3 separate regions of the Sus scrofa genome follow, and regions 2 and 3 are each linked to region 1. A link is a contact called in public HiChIP or PLAC-seq data. All regions are on one chromosome and are shown on one strand. Each heading gives the region's core, a stretch centred on a gene start, on an enhancer-like site or on the middle of the called end of the contact. The rest is flanking DNA. Distances are from core to core; before and after follow the strand shown. Region 1 holds the start of TXNDC9 (thioredoxin domain-containing protein 9). Region 2 holds the start of LOC110255307. Region 3 holds the start of FAHD2B (fumarylacetoacetate hydrolase domain-containing protein 2B).

Region 1 (2,991 bases), core at 486-2,985:
CAGCTTATCCACTTCTTCCTAGAACTCCTACATACCCGAGCAGCTGAGAGGGTGGGAAAACCTGGCTGTGGGCATATCAGATCCCAACTCCCTGTGTCTCCAAGAATTCAGAGGTACAAAGGCAAAAAAAAAAAAAAAAAAGAAAAGAAAAAGAAAAAAAAAAAAAAAGAACTCTTCTTGACCCTCGCCAATAGTGCGGCCGCAAAAAACCTCCCAACCCCCGGGCCGCGATGGCCAAGCAGCTCCTGGCCCGGTGAGGCCGCCCGAGCCCTGGGCCGCGGATCCCTAAACAACTGGCCGCGACCCCTTCCCCGAGCCGGGAGAGGGGAGCGAGGGGTCCGAGTCTCGGCTGGGAACCCGCCGGCCGCCGAGGCCCTCGCGCCCGCCCGGAACTGGGGTCTCGGTCCCGCGTGACCCGCTCTGGGCCCGGCCGGTGCCCCGCCGAGTGGGTCTCGAGCCTCGACCCCGGTCCACCTCGGGCCCGAGGGATGCGCGCGACCCCCTGAGCAGCGCCGGCCCCCACCGTGGGGACCCCGCCACTGGCTACCTGTCTTCGCTCTTGTTTTTCTGCTTCTTCCCCATCCTGTGTCAGCGGCGCTCGCAGACCCAGCCCCTCTGTTCGGGCTCTCACAGACCCACAGTCCTCCGGCTGACTTCGGGCTCCGTTCGGCTCCGTCCCCCCTTCGCTGCCGCCTCTCGCACCCGGCTCTCCACAGACCCGCGCACTGGGACAGGGCACATATGGTGTGAGCTCTGAGTGCGCAAGCGCATCGCCCCGCCGCCTCGGCGTGGGGACGCAGGGCGAGGCTCATCGAGAGCTGCGCCTCGGGTAGAGCGTCTCCAGTGACCCGCCCGCCAGGCGGGAGCTCGAGCGCCCCCTGCCCACAAGCGTCCGCCGAGCACCGACGCCCGCGCAGTTTCCAAGTTCTAGAACCCAAAGTGGACAATGAAGCTGAAAATTTCCCGTCAAGCCCTACCGGGAAGGGAACACACACTTGGGGAATTGTAGCTTAGTTCAGAAATAAACTTTGTGATTCCCTGCCACCATTCCACCTCTATACTTTTGTACTCTCAGCTGCGTGAAGTTCAGGAAAGAACCACAATGAACTAATGGTGAGCGGTCTCCACGTTCCCAAGGGACGAAGAGAAATCCAGGGACGTCCTTGGGCCTCTCAGTCAAGTTCATGAATTTTGCAGTATGTAATTACCGACCCCCGAAATAAACAAAAACCGGAAAACAAGAACACACTCATTAACTCTCCAAAGTAGATCGTAATCTTTACATCCAAAGCGAGGGCGAGTGCTAAAAATTTGTCCGGAAAAGTCTCGAGGGAACCCTATTGGGGTTATGAGTGTTCTATATCCCCATCTAGACGATGATAGGACGAGGGTTAACTACATAAAAACTAATCATGCCGTTATAAATTATAACTTAGCTTTTTTTAAAGAGGGGAAATTTTCAATCAACAATAAAAATGAAGCTGGATTGTCACTCCTAAGCAAGATAGAAGCTACTTCATTTCTGATGGAACAGAATGTCAAAGCCTAAGAAAGCCAGCTCCAGGATGAGCACTATGTAACTACAACCTCCGGCATACTTTGCTCTCTCGCAGCTGGAGTGTTTACCCGAGGCTGGAACACCTCGGTTCCCGGCGGCTGGGGCAGGGAGGGTGGGGAAGGAGCGCCTGCGCAGAAGGGCTCACCTCACACCTCCCCCCCCCCAGCCCCCGCAACTTCCTGGGGCTTCGGAGATTGTATCGCGTGAGAGTCACAGCCAATGAAGAGGCGGAAGTGACGACTCTTCGCTGCCACCCGCAGCTGCTACGAGGCTGCATCCTGAGTGGATTGCTCTTCTGCCCCGCCAGGTTCTTCATTTCTCAGGTATCGCCGAGAGATCAGGTGAGGCAGAGGGTGGTTGTGAAAAGACCAGCTACGCATGCTGGGGCTAATGGGCACCCAGCTGCTAGGCATCCGGCCGGGGCGGGGGAGGGGCGCGGCTCAGACGCAGGTGTCCGCGCCGCGGAGGCTGCTTAGGCGCATGCGCCCCGGGAGGCATTGAAGTCGGGGCGACCTGAATTCTGCCCTCATCTGTTCCTGGAGGCGCCGGGAGTGGCCAGGATACTTTGGGGAAGTGTCTGGCTTGCAGTGAAGGGTGAGGCCCCAAGGTTGTTTCGGCGGTACACGGGCGAGGGGGACGGGGGGGGAAATCAAGGAAGTGGTTAGGTGATTTGAGGACAAGTGCCTGCCCCTCATTCAGTTGAACTGAAAAAAGAATCAGAAGCTTCTGGTTTCTAGAATTAAGAATGAAGTTGTTAGGATCACTGCACCATCTGCTTTCCACCCTTTCTGAATGCGGTGTCCACCTCCACCCGGCCCCAGAACAGCTCTTGTTTATTGATTCTGCATCCAGTTATCGCAAATTCTGAGCTCAGCCTATAAAACTTCGGCGATGAGCATCCTCTAGAACCCTGGTAATAACAGGTTCTGACAATCAAGTCAACGTTTAGAATCTAGATTTCTGCCTCATCCGCCCCATATGGAGAGTCACAGCCTTGTGTTTTTCTCTGGAGGTAGGGAGAGTGACATAAATTTTATGTATTTGAAAAACAACTTCTTTAAAATTTTATAGCATTAATGTGGATCTTAGATTTTGGTTTTTTAAACCCAGAAATACTTCTAAACTTAACGGTAATTTGAACAAAAGCTAGGCACATGTTCCTTCAACCATTGACAAATGTTTTTTGAGCACCTGTAGTATTCAAGCACAGCTAGCTCCAGGAATACAAGATGAAATGAAGGGCATTTTTTCAGCTTTTTTCATGTAAAAAAGTGGAATCAGAAGTGAGGATTGCAGGGAGCGCCTGTTGTGGTGCAGCTGAAACAAATCTGAATAGGAACCATGAGGTTCAATCCCTGGCCTTATTCAGTGGGTTAAGCATCTTGCATTGCCGCAAGCTGTGGTGTAGGTCGCAGACAAGGCTCGGATCTGTC
Region 2 (3,394 bases), core at 384-2,883, 210 kb after region 1:
GGCTGGAGTTACCTGGGGTCTGTCCTGGGGCTTCTGGCAGCCTGTCCTTGAAGCCACTGCAGGGATAGCCTTGCCCACTTCAGGTGGGCTGTGTGCAGATGTCCTGTGGGCCAGGGCCGACCACCTAAGAGCCTTGTCCTGGCAGGAATACACTATTGATGCCAGAAGCTGCTGGGACAGCAGGCAGACCCTGGAGCAGCTGCTGCAGCCCATTGTGCTGGGCCAGTGGTAAGAGCAGAGGAGTGGCCGGGGCCTGGGGCCCGGCAGGTAGCCCTTTGGCATTGCCCTTTCCAGATAACCTAGGATCATCTAGACCCGTGCCAGGCACTGCACACCCCCCACCCCACCCCCACCTGTAACCTGGGTGGGTTATGGCACATGGGCCTGGGAAGGACAGGGTTCCGTGAGCCACCTCTTGTCTTTTGTGGGGGTGGGGAAAGCTCTGGGCTTCCCAGTGACCGTTTTTAGGTTTGGTCCTTTCATCCTTTGATCTGTCTCTATGGCAGTACTGTCGTCCCCGACATGGAGAAGGAGCAGGAGTGGACCCCAGTAACCGGGCCCCTTCTGGCCCTCAAGCAAGAGGACCAGCTCCTGGTCAGGAAGCTGGGCCATCACGTCCTGAATGGTGAGAACTTGGTCTGGTCTCTGGGAGAGGCTCCTCAGAGGTGGCTGGTCGTCAGGGCCCTGTGTTCCGAGTGGGTTTCTGTCCCTGCCCCTCCTCCTGCGAGGCCTACTTGGGACGTGAAGGAGTGGGATCTGCCCCTGCCCCTGAGGAGCGGGGCAGCCAGGGAAGACATGATGGAGCTGCTGAGTGAGTTGCACACAGGCAGCCACCTGGCTAGCCTCTGGCATGTCACTTCACTCTGAGGTGACGTTAGCTGAACAGAATAACCTAAGAGATATAACCACAGTGCCTGGCACAGAGGGGCTCATAACAGCCTTATTACCATCTTCTCAGGTGTCTCCTCTGTGGCAGAAACTGGGTGGGTGGGTAGCAGAGCTATAAGAGGCAAGGGATGCCCCTGAGCTCCCAGCCTGGCTCTCAATATATAGTTGATAAATGCCAATTTTCTTCACTGGAGGAGGGGGGCACCAAAGGCAAAGCTTGTGCTTCCCTTTCCAGAGGTGTAGTTGGGTAGCGGGGGCATGTGTGTGGCTGCTGCCAGGGAGGTGTGCTCTTGGCTGGCTCTTGGATCCTGACCAGCATCCCCTCCCACCTGCCCGCCAGCGTGGCCAGCTCGGCGGTAATGAGCACAGCCATCAGGGCGATGCACTGCTGTTCAGGCACCGGAAGATAGGGGGCGGTGTGGCCCTGTGCTGAGCCCCTCACTGCCTGCCCAGGGCATGTTCCTGTCACAGGTCCTGGGGGAGTTCTCCTGGCTGACCGAGGAGATGCTGCTGCGTGGCTTTGACATGGGCTTCTCAGGGCAGCTGCGGTGCCTGGTGCAGCACACCCTGAGCCTGCTGTGTGCACACGTGGCCCTGCTGCGCCTCTACCAGGGGAACCTGTTGGTGGTTCCAAGGCCAGGCCCAGGCTTCGTGCACCTGGCACACCTGAGTGCTGAGTTGCTGCCCGCCTTCCTGAGCGAGGCTGTAGGTGTTGAGTCTCCGGGGTGGTTGGAAGCTGTGTAGGGGCGAGGGCAGTGGCTTCCTTTCTCACACCAGGCCCCCCTCCCCAGCCTGTGCCATGTGGGGGCTGCTGGCAGGCAGGGTGCCACCTGAGGGGCCCTGGGAGCTGCAGGGCATCAAGCTGCTGAGCCAGAATGACCTCTATTGCCAGATCCTGCTGCTGCTGCCTTTGCTGCCATGGGACCTGCTGCTGCTGCACGTCAGGCCCCCCACCCCCAGCCCAGCACAGTCCTGGGCCTCGCCTTCTTAGGTGTAGGCGGGGGCCTGTGCCTCCCCTGCCTCTGGCTCTGCTGAGCCACATGGATGCCTTCCTCCCCAGCCCTGCCAGTCTTCCTACTCCTACTGTCAGGAGGTGCTGGACCGGCTCATCCAGTGCGGGCTCCTGGTCACCGAAGAGGTAGGAAGGGCAGCTGGAGACCAAGTCCCTGCCTGGGGCCTGGCCCCCTTCAGCTTCCACCCTTGAGTGACAGCTGTCTGGGCTCCTCCCCACCAGCTGCACTCTGGGGGGCCAGGTCCCTGGTGTATCAGAGAAGCCACTCTCCACCTTGGGACCCATGTGTAGCTGTCTTGATAGGACTGGACAATGCACCTCTGAGGATTTCTGCACAGCACCTGCCCTCCACATTTTCTGTCCACAGCCTTGAGGGTGGGTGCTCACTTCCTCTCAGGGCACAAGTTGGCATGGCAGGCGTCCTGGTCCAGGGCATCCTCTGGGCTCCCTCAGCCTGCATGTGCCGGTTTCACCTCCCTATGCTGGCTGCCCATGGACCTAGTCTAGGGGGCTCAGAGCTGAACCTCAGCCAACCTGACAGGGTCCAATGGCTCCCCCAGACCCCAGGTTCCTGGCCAGCCTGTGACACAAGGCAGCAGCGCTTGAGTGCTGAACTGCTGTGGAAACCAAGTGGGGACCTCACTGACAGTGACAGTGACAACTTCGAGGAGGCTGAGGGTCGGTACTTCAGGGTGTGTTGCGAGAAGCCACAAGCGGAGGGAGGTGGGAGGGAGGCAGTGGGCTGCCCTCACCCTGGCGTGTCCTCCCACAGCTCAGTCAGCAGCCATGCTGCCCTTTTTCCTCTTCCTCTGCCACCTGCTCAGCCTGCTGTTCAAGGCCTTTGCGCAGGCTGCCACCTTCCTCCGCCAGGGACAGCTGCCGGACACTGGTAAGGCCGGCACTCTGGTGGCCATTCAGGGGAGGGGCTGGGTTTGTGTGGGGTCCCGGGGCTCGGACTTCTCTCTCCCACAGAGTCTGGCTATGTGGAGCAGCTGTTCCAGCACTTACAGGCCACTGCCCAGGAGGAAGGGTTCTTTGGTGAGTTCCAAGCAGCTAGCCCAGGCCTAGGGAGGCAGGGGCAGGCTCGCTGGTGGCTGCTGCCCCCTACTGGACAGTGAGAGCTGAATTCCAGGATGGATGACTGCAGAGTAGAGGAAGCTTTTGGGTCCAGTTTGAGCCCTGCCCTTAGGTTGTTCCTTCTCTAAACAAGACAGAGGCTGTGCCTCGTGGCCCCCACACCTTTCTATAGCCTTCACTTTTCTCTTTCCTCCAGAGTGTGCGGACCCTAATCTCGCCGTCAGTGCTGTCTGGACCTTCAGCGACTTGGGGGTAAGAGGGCCCAGTCTCATCAGCCTCTGCTCTCCCCTGGCCTCCCATCCTGATAGAGCTGCTCAGGGGAGCCCAGCTGTACCTACCTTGGGTGTTACCCAGGGTCTCCCAAGAATATGTGTGGTGACACTAGTTGGAGGATAGTTTTCCTGCCCATCTTGGTCT
Region 3 (3,402 bases), core at 322-2,821, 240 kb after region 1:
GCCAGGCTTGCCTTTACTCTTAGGAATGCAGTATTAACATGAAAAGCAATATGATATTCGGATGATAAAAAGATTAAGCTTTACATACTCCCGTGCAGAGTCTTCCAGACCTGCAAGGTGAAAACACTCTCTTGGTTTCTGTCATCTCTGAGGTCCTACATTCACCTTGCTCCCCCATTTCTCTTCCTGGCTCTGGCTCACCTTTGTATTGTATACTCTCAAGCATCTGGAAACCCATCTGAACATAACTGCAAATTGCCCAGGATGTGAACTAATTCTTCCCTTTCTTTGTTCACTTTTGCAAGAACTCCAGGGAAGCAGAGAATTTTCCTCCTGCAGATTCTATTCTTGAAGGTCAAGCGCAAAGAAAGAACTTTCTTTCCATCTTCAAATTCCCATTTTGACCCAACATGGATGGCCTATGCCCTAATAATAATGGGGGGGGGGAGAGAAAGGCCATTTCTCTCTTTGTGTCTCTTCTTCTTCACCCAGTCAATGAAAAGAATGAATAAGCCGGGAGCTAAAGGGAACTGCCAGGTTTTAAGAATGTCTGAGACATGCCTCACTTGGGCAGTGAAAACTGACCAATCGCCAACTCCTGATGGCCCCAAGCCCCAGACTTTGGGTCTTTCAGACAAAAAAACCCTTTATGACAGTCTTCCCAGAACCTGGCTGCGCTAGTTTCCACGTAGTGCCCAGCCCTTTCCTGCCTTTACAGACTTGGAAAATAACCATGCAGCTTTCGGAAGACTTGGTTCATCTTCCCAGCCTCAGAAATTTATGCCTCAACCTCTAACAGGCCTCTCTTTTCCAGGCCGAAGGCACCCTGGAACCTACCTGACATTTCCAACCATCCCCTCCCAGCCCGCCCACTCGCCAAAGACGTGCTTAATTGTGCATTTAGGAAGAGCTGCACATGGCCTTTCTTCTCTGGTCTCTGTCTCCCTCTCTGCATGCTCCTTGCACCCAAGTGGAACCTTTTCTTCCTCTTACCGCCCCCAATTACCAATGCAATTTCTCAGCCAAGGATGAAAGAAGAAAACCATGGATCACTGGCATCAATGATGCCGCCGATCACAGCATCCCCAGCTAGGACGCCGCCTCATTGCATAATTCACGTGATAAAGGTTCTCCCCTTTAATCCCACGAACTAGGCGTCTAGAGGATGCCAAAACACACTGGGATGCAGTTGGCAAAGAGAAGCTGGTTCCCGTTTCCGGCCAGCCGGGGTGGGGTGCGGGTCGGGGTCCCGGGGTCTGGGAAGCCCATTCCTTGGCCGTGCCCGAGCTCACCCTCTGTGGAGCCGGAGCTTGGCGGGGTCCTTGGGCCCTTCCGTGGCCTCGGGGACGAAGCTCCACTCGGACCTCGCGGGCCTGGGAGCGAGGCGCGCCGCGGACCGGTGCCCAGGGAGCGTGGGAGGCCCGGCCGGAGGCCTCGGCGCCGCCTCCCGCCGGGCCGGGGATGAGGCGGCGGCGGCGGCGGCGGCAGGAAAAAGGCTGGCGCGCGAGGCTCTCTCCGGGGACGAGGCGGTCACCGCCCCGTCGTGGCCTCCGCCGTCGGCCCGTGCGCGCCGCCGCTTAAGGGCTGTGCGCGCCACCCCGCCCCCACCGTTCTGCTGTGCGCGCCCCCGGCTAGCTCTGCGCGCCCCCGCCTACGTACTCCGCACTCCGAACCCGCGCTCCGCGTGCGCGCGCTGCCGGGACTGCGGGGAGGCGCGGGCAAGCGCGACTAATGGACCCCAGGACCATGATCCCCGCCTCGGGTCGGCCTCCCTTCCTTCTCCTCCCCCATCCCCCTCCAAAAAAACCATTCAAACTATATCCCAGGAAATTAGAGACACGTGCGGACCTAGTCCCACCAGGTCTCCATCCAGAAAGCAGGTTGGGTATTTGAGGAAAAAAAAGCCCATACTTGGAAAAATGAGGGGAAAAAAAAATCCAAATTTGGAAAAAGGCAAAATTATCTGAGTTTGGGGTACCTTCCATAATTTCCTACCCAGCCATATGGTAAGAACAGAGCCTTCAACAGTGTCTTTACAGAGCCCTCCTTGGCTGGATGCAACTCTGAGGTCCAGGTTTAGTGGATTAGTCAACAATGGCTAAAGGCCTGGTGAGATTACCCTCCAAGAGTGTTGTAACTGCTTAACCTGCACACTTGGGAAAGGAGAGTGCAATCCCAACCATGATGGGAGTTTTATTGCCCTAGAAAACATAAACCCATTTTGTTTTGATCTAACCTACATGCTTGTTAACTACCTAACCATATATTTATTTAGCAAACGGGGTCATATAGATATGTATGCACACGTGTAGATGCACACATAAAATTTTGTCAAGCTTTCAAGGAAACAGCTTTTTTTTTTTTCCCCCTACCCTGTTGGTTCTCGCCTTACTATGGGGCTCAGCATTTCAGAATTTCACTTTTTTTTCATGTTTTCATTTTCTACCTGTCCCATAAAGCTTTTGAATTCTCTCTTTTTTGTCCTTTTTTTTTTTTTTTTTTTTTTTTTTTTTTTCTAAAGTGGCGGCATGTGGAGGTTCCCAGGCTAGGGGTTGAATCCGAGCTGTAGCTGCTGGCCTACACTACAGCCACAGCAACCAAGATCTGAGTGCATCTTCGACCTACACCATAGCTCACTGCAACGCTGTATCCTTAACCCACTAGGCAAGACCAGGGATCGAACCTGTGTCCTTGTGGATGCTAGTCAGATTCTTTTCCACTGGGCCATGACAGGAACCCCTAAACTACTTTTTAAGTTAAAGCATAGTTAATTTTCAATATTGTGTTAGTTTCATGTGCCAGAAAAGTGATTCAGTTATGTATATATATATTTGTATATGTACAGGTATATATAGACATGTATATATAGACATATATATTCTTTTTCATGTTCTTTTCCATTATAAGTTATCACAAGATACTGGGCATTGTTCCCTGTACTATCCAATAGGTCCTTGCTGTGTATCTATTTTATGTATAATAATGTGTATCTGCTAATTCCAAACTCCTAATTTATCTCTCCCACCACCCCCCTCATCCTCTTTGGTAACATAAGTTTGTTTTCTATGCCTGAGTCTATTTCTATTTCGTAAATAAGTTCATTTCTATCTTTTTTTTTTTTAGATTCCACATGTAAGTGATATCATATGGTATTTGCTATTCTCTGTCTAACTTACTTGGTGTGATAATGTGTAGGTCCATCCATGATGCTGCACATGGCATTATCGCCTCTTTTTTAATGGCTGAATAGTATTCCTCTGTATACATGTACCCCCATCTTCTCTATTCATTCCTCTGATGATGGCTATTTCGGTTGTTTCCATGTCTAGCTGTCTTCACTAGTTAGACATTTGCTTGGATGGTGCACAGTCACGGTGGGTAAAACCGATGACACGTAGCATG

Evidence for each region. HiChIP or PLAC-seq counts read pairs in DNA pulled down with a chosen protein or histone mark.
Region 2: a contact with region 1 is called in an H3K27ac HiChIP or PLAC-seq map of alveolar macrophages. The contact joins the promoter of LOC110255307 here to the promoter of TXNDC9 in region 1. A contact is called at or near these places in 2 of 2 datasets of contacts at active chromatin or transcription factors (alveolar macrophages and skeletal muscle).
Region 3: an H3K27ac HiChIP or PLAC-seq map of alveolar macrophages shows a contact between it and region 1. The contact joins the promoter of FAHD2B here to the promoter of TXNDC9 in region 1. A contact is called at or near these places in 1 of 47 Hi-C or Micro-C datasets (heart right ventricle) and 1 of 2 datasets of contacts at active chromatin or transcription factors (alveolar macrophages).

Annotation. Positions count from the first base shown.
Region 1 is chr3:54,930,023-54,933,013 of Sscrofa11.1, forward strand. TXNDC9 (thioredoxin domain-containing protein 9) reads left to right here and starts at 1,736. Exons shown (of 5, transcript XM_003124892.4): 1 at 1,736-1,899. EIF5B (eukaryotic translation initiation factor 5B) reads right to left here and starts at 804. Exons shown (of 24, transcript XM_021087192.1): 1 at 548-804. The coding sequence starts at 582.
Region 2 is chr3:55,143,462-55,146,855 of Sscrofa11.1, forward strand. It overlaps LOC110255307, which reads left to right and starts at 1,634. Exons shown (of 4, transcript XM_021087211.1): 1 at 1,634-2,578; 2 at 2,673-2,938; 3 at 3,174-3,229. The coding sequence starts at 1,933. LOC110255309 (glycerol-3-phosphate acyltransferase 2, mitochondrial-like) reads left to right here. Exons shown (of 5, transcript XM_021088397.1): 4 at 146-228; 5 at 507-1,621. The coding sequence ends at 867.
Region 3 is chr3:55,169,731-55,173,132 of Sscrofa11.1, forward strand. FAHD2B (fumarylacetoacetate hydrolase domain-containing protein 2B) reads right to left here and starts at 1,572. Exons shown (of 8, transcript XM_021087213.1): 1 at 1,293-1,572.